Regions from separate parts of the Sus scrofa genome. Here region 1 is linked to region 2. A link is a contact called in public Hi-C data. All regions are on one chromosome and are shown on one strand. Each heading gives the region's core, a stretch centred on a gene start, on an enhancer-like site or on the middle of the called end of the contact. The rest is flanking DNA. Distances are from core to core; before and after follow the strand shown.

The links. Hi-C and Micro-C count contacts between places; a contact is called where the count stands out from the background.
Region 1: a contact with region 2 is called in a Hi-C map of liver, with 2.9 times the contacts expected there. The contact joins the enhancer-like site here to the promoter of CES3 in region 2. A contact is called at or near these places in 1 of 5 promoter capture datasets (liver), 7 of 47 Hi-C or Micro-C datasets (embryonic fibroblasts, fibroblasts, liver and 1 more) and 1 of 2 datasets of contacts at active chromatin or transcription factors (alveolar macrophages).

Annotation. Positions count from the first base shown.
Region 1 is chr6:27,662,147-27,664,870 of Sscrofa11.1, reverse strand. It overlaps the pseudogene LOC110261349. Among named protein-coding and RNA genes, the nearest start is that of CBFB, 21 kb to the left of the region's middle. Within about 2 kb of position 1,385, at least 12 of the 83 cell types and tissues checked have an H3K27ac peak or open chromatin away from gene starts, as enhancers often do. A contact at or near this core is called in alveolar macrophages and liver, where this site is marked.
Region 2 is chr6:27,626,039-27,629,147 of Sscrofa11.1, reverse strand. It overlaps CES3 (carboxylesterase 3), which reads right to left and starts at 1,436. Exons shown (of 14, transcript NM_001243625.1): 1 at 1,308-1,436; 2 at 1-198. The coding sequence starts at 1,389.

The DNA.
Region 1 (2,724 bases), core at 136-2,635, 36 kb before region 2:
TCCCTCCTGCATAGCCAGCCTCAGAACTGCCCTGCTTCTCAGTCCTTAGTGCTGGTGCAGCCTCATCCAAAAGGCCATTTTCTCCTCCTTAAGCTTCACACCCCCATCGTGGTTAAATCCAGCTGCAAGTACTTCTCATCCTTGTTGTAACATAGCCAGTGGGGCAGCTTCCCACCATTGGGGTTTCTGCCCAGAAGAGAGGATTATTCCTGTGCATCTTGCCTCCTTCTCTCACCCTTCTCTCATTCACCTTGCCTCATCTTGCCTCCTTCTCTCACCCTTCCCTCATTCACCTTGCCTTGGGAGTTGGGGGTCCAAGAAGGCTTTTCAGAGATGATACTTAGATCTTCAAGAAAGAAGAGGAAAGCGTATAGCAATGAGGCACCTTCCAGGCAGAGGGAACAGTATGGGCAAAGGGTTGGAGGTATGAAGGCCCAGGGCTTTGGGAGGAAGCGCAAGTACAGGGTTAGGTAAAAACACGGAATGTGTGAAGAGGATGGATCCGGAGAGGAGTTGAAACAGGAAGTGTTTTAAAAAGTTTTGTGCCAAGCTAAGGGGATGGGACTTTACCTGGGAGCAGAGGGAAGCCATGCAGAGTTTGAAGAGGTGATAATTCAGAAAGACCCCTTGAGTGTCATAGGAAGATGGACAGAATGCAGAGAGAATGTGGAGATGGGGAACTAGGCATCTCTGCCAGGGAACCCCCCCCACCCCCCCACAGCCCAGCTTGGTCAGACACCCCTTGATGCTCTCAAAGTGCCTCTGATCCCGCAACACAATCCTCACTAAACCAGATTGTAATTTGATGTTTTTTGTTTGTTTGTTTTGCTTTTAGGGCCACACCTGAGGCATGTGGCGGTTCCCAGGCTAGGGGTCAAATCAGAGCTACAGCTGCCAGCCTACGCCACAGCCACAGCAACGTGGCATCTGAGCTGCACCTGAGACCTACCTTACAGCTCATGGGAACACTGGATCCTTAACCCATCAAAGGAGTCCAGAGATTGAACCCGAGTCCTCATGGATACTGGTTGGGTTCGTTAACTGCTGAGTCACGACGGGAACTCCCCTGATGTTTCTGTTAAACATTAACAAGCCTCTGGAGAAGGGGGTCATGTCTGTGATAGCCTTGAACTCCAGCTCCCAGTATTGAGCTGGGCATGAGAGAGCATTGACAGTGACTGTGGAGTGCTTGAGTGAGTGAAGAGTGTGGTCATGGGACAAAGAGGAACCTATTCTAGGGACATCGAGGACCTGGTGACTGACTAGGGAAAGATGGGACATTCTGCTTGGGTTGATCACACATTTTCTGTGGGACATGCAAGGACAAGTATCTGAAACAGCTGGTCATCAGGTTTAGAATGACTGCCCAGATGAGTCAGGGGCCCAGACTCACCCTGTGCTGGCAGAGTTGGCCCAGTATTTCATCATCCAGAGGCTCAGCACCTTCTCCTTCCTGGAGGCAGAATGGAATGTGGCGTTTGGAACAGAGCATGGGGTGCTGACATGTGATCAGCAATGGAAGGTGGGTCAGAATACAAAGGTGGGGAGACTGGAAGTCCAGCGTGGGTGGCAGGTGGGGCTGTAGCCCCTTTGGAGAAGGGCCTCCAGAAGATGAAGCCGATCTCATCCCCATGGTCTGCACCATCAGTGCGGGATTGGTAATGATGCTGGGAGTGTGGTGCTCAATTTGTACACGTAGACAGGGAAGCCAGCATCTATGAACAGGGAAACTGAGAGGGGCTGCAGGAAATGGCCTGGCCTGGGCTTCTCATCCAACCCACGAATTCCACCCACCTGCATCAAGCTGGGTAAAGAGCTTGGGCTTCAGAACCAAGGGAGCAGATTTGAATCCTGTCCATGCCATTCATTAGCCACGTGACCTGGGGCAACTCACTCAACCTCTCTGAGCTGTAGCTCATCTGCCAACTGAGGACATGAAAATAATTCATGGGATTGTGGCAAGGATCGCAGAAGCCTTTCTGAACTTGCCTCTCTCTGTTTAACATTTACGGTTCTTCACTGTCTACCTCTGCAGCCCCTCCTGTGACCTCTCACCCACATGTTGCCCAAGCCCTGGTCAGCCTGGGCAGGATCTCCAAGGTGCCCCTAAGTCTGTCAGTTCTTCCCTGAACATGCTAGGCTGTCTCCTCTGGGCGGACCTTGGTCTTGCCCTCCTCAGCCCCAGGGAACAGCCCCTCTTCTCTCACAGTTGATAGCATGCTGCCTCTTTTGTGGCCACGTGGAATCCTACACCAGCCCAGAGGAACAGAGAGCATGGGTGAGCACTTGGTAAGTCCAGTGGCAGGAGTGGACAGGGGGTGCCCACTCCCAGGGACCCCACATACTTCAGTGATGGCGGGCAGCCTACAGCGTGGAGTGCCCAAAGGTAGCGCCCCCAGCTAGGTCTTCCAGACGGCTCTGTAACATTTTCCAGTCATGGTCATCGATATCACCCAGGTACTCCTCCATCACCAGTGGTAATTGCTCCTTGGTGATATTCTGGCTGGGGAAGCCACATCCACCCTGAGGTATGGGGTGCCAGCTGGGCCGGAGGTGGGCACACCAGTAACTGGACCCAGGCTCAGCAGCCCCAGGGGTTTTTGGCCTGGGGGAAGGGAGACAGGGAGCTTCCCAGGAAGGTCTCCCTCTTTGATGATTCTTACCCCTATGTTTTTGCTGCATGAGAACTGCCTGCCGTGTCCCTGAAGAAGCCCCAGGAGACTT
Region 2 (3,109 bases), core at 187-2,686:
GGGCTGTGCTGGCATCCCGCACACCCTCCCAGGACTGTGCTGGGCGTGGGGCTGAGAACCGGCCAGGCCCCAGGGGTGGCTGGGCAAACGGGATGCCCAGGAAGACATTCACAAGGCGGTCAGTGCCCTTCACGCCCACCTGCCGGCCTCGCACGCGGCCCAGGGTGGTGTCGACTTCAGGTTGAGTGGCCTCTCGCCCTGAGGGCGGGACAGAGGGGTTGGGGTGAGTCTGCAGCCTCCATGAAAGGATAGGGTAGCCGATGGACTCCCTAAATGTCGGCTCTCTGAGCACCTACTCTGCCAGGCCCTGTTCTGAGCACTTCGCTGAACTTCCCCAGCCTGCCTGTGAGGTAAGTCTCGCAATTAACCCCACTTCCTCCTCCCTGCCTTGGCATCACTACCTCTCTCCTCCAGGCCAGACTAGCCCGAGTGAAGGAACCAAGCTCTCCTTGGTCCCACAGAACTGTGGGGTGAGGGTAGGAGATGGGCTTGGGCCTTGGGCCAGCCACTCACACTCTCTAAACCTCAGATTATTCATCTGCTGAAGAAGATGTAACAAATACATCTTTTTATTTTCTCTATTCTTACATTTTGACATTAGGAAGCTTGCTAACCCTGGACGGCCTGCCCTCCCAGGGCTAGCCTGTTCTCAGAAATGGTCAACAGCTCACTGGAAAGTGTGGCCTTCAAATGCAAACCAATCAACTCAGAGCCCCTGCACCAGGGCACCTCTTCTGAGGGCCCTTGATACTCCTGGCCACTAGCTACCTGCCCTAATCACCCCACGGTTAGACATCTAAGGACAGCCCCATGCCCAGAGCCCGCTGAAGTCATTCCAACTAGACCATCTAAACCTCCTTGGCCTGCCTTACCCGTTTCTTCTCCAGCAAACAATAGAAACTCTCATCCACATTTCCCCTTCATGCCTTCTGCTTCTGGAGGAACTCCAGCTTCCCTGAGCAGCCCTGCAGGCTATGACGTGCCCCCTGTTTCTGGCAATGGGGAGCAGACTTTTCCTTTCATGACAGTCATTTCTATGGCCATATCTTACTGATTAAGGCAAATCCTAGGTCCCCTTAAAATATGACAATCCAGTCCCTGGGCAGGGCTGCTCTGGAGATCCACATGACAGCGAGGGCAGAGTTCCTGCCCAGAGAAGACGCATGACCCTGGCATTCCTCCCCATGGAGGGCTTCCTCCCTGAGCAGGCTGCCCAGCCCTCCCTTCCCTCACTCGTGCTTCCTCCCTCTGAGTCCTCCCACCACCCAGAAGATCCCACTTCTGCAGGTCCTGCAGGTGTGTCTTACCAGTGACTGCAGCAGAGAGGGCCACAAGCACACAGGCCACCCAGACCAAGAGCCTGGACGCAGTTCTTACCACTGTCTCCATGCTCCTCTCTTACAACTGACTATGGGCAGAAGTGGCAGCACGTAGAATCAGCTCCCTGACCTTCGGGACATCCAATCTCTAAAGGGCTGTTAGCAAAAGCTCAGCGGACCGCCCCGCCTGGCTGGTGGCCAACTCTAAGAACCAGCATCTAGTGCCCAGGCTGGGGGAGGAGGAGGGCGGGCCTGGGAGCGCACCCGCCCTGCAGGGGCCTGAGTGATAAGACAGACTGGCAACAGAAGGAGCTCTGCAGCCCCAGGTTCAAGTTTCTCCTCTTCTGACTCTAAGACTTCCGTGAGACCTTGCACACTCATTGCGAGACACACACATCACCTACACGAGGGCCATGACCCCAGTGCCATTCCTGCTCCGCGTGAGCCAACAGGCCTAGGGTTGGGCTGGTATCTGGTCCTGCCTGCCAGGGAGCGCCTGAGCCCTGATGTGGGATGGAAGGAACTGAAGTTGATGCTCTTTTTTTTTTCAATTGAAGTTAAAGTCACATATTATAAAATTAACCATTGTAAAGTATACAATTCAGTGGAATTTAATGTATTTGCAATTTTGTGCAACTACCACATCTAGTTATAAAAACTCTTTCATTAACCTCGCCCTGTACCTATTAATTAGTCACTCTCTATTCCCACCCCTGCCCCTTACCTCCCAAGCCACTACCCACATCCCCCAATAACCATTAATCTGCTTTCTGCCTCTGTGGATTTACCTATTCTGGATATATCACATAAAGCAATCATGTGATATATGCTCTTTTGTGTCTGGCTTCTTTCCCTGGCATCATGTTTTTGAGGTTCATCCAAGTTGTAGCACAGATCAGTATTGTGTTCCTCTTTATGACTGAGTAATATTTCAGTGTATGGCTGAATGATAATTTGCTTATCCTTTCGTTCACTAATGGATATTTGGGTCGTTTCTCCCTTTTGATTGTTATAAATAATACTGCTATAAACACATGAGTACAAATTTCTATGAGGACCTATATGGTCATTTCTCTCAGCTGCATGGCTAGGAAGGAAACTGCCAGTCACACGGTAATTTTATGTTTAATGCTTTGAAAAACAAGCAAACCTTTTCCTACAGTGGTAGGAGGAGGCTCTTACACAGCCTCGGCACCTTGTGCCTGAGCAGCCCTGCCATGGGACCCCAGGACTGAAGATACCCAGGGCGTATGTTGGGGCGACCATTGCATAAACCCACTCTTTGGAGGATCTTCAAATGACAGGGAAGAAGCAGGGTACTACCCTCAACTGGCCCTGAGGCCAGGGTCAGAACAGTGCAACAGGGCATAAAGACACTTTCTGGAGCAATAGAGGCATTTTAAAACTTGATGTGATGGTGGTTGTATGTCTCATACATTTATCCAAATTTATCAAATGTACACCTAAATCAGTGAATTTAACTGTAAGTAAATTATTCCACAATAAAGCTGTTAAAACAAGAATTAGTCCTGGGAACTCACATTTGGGAATTACATTGTGCACATGCAGGACTGAAAAACACACAGAGGCATGTATGTCATAAATGCTTTCAGTATGTAGGAGGGAAGCATTGTGCAGCCAAGTGGTGAAAAGTTCAAGGTTATACTTTTCTGCCATCTGGTGGCCAGAGTGGGCAATGCCAGAATGTCTATCCTTCAAGCACAACTTCTGGAAGTTGTACAGTTAGGCTTAGGCACAGTGGGCAGAAGGCAGGGGACATTCCTCCTGAG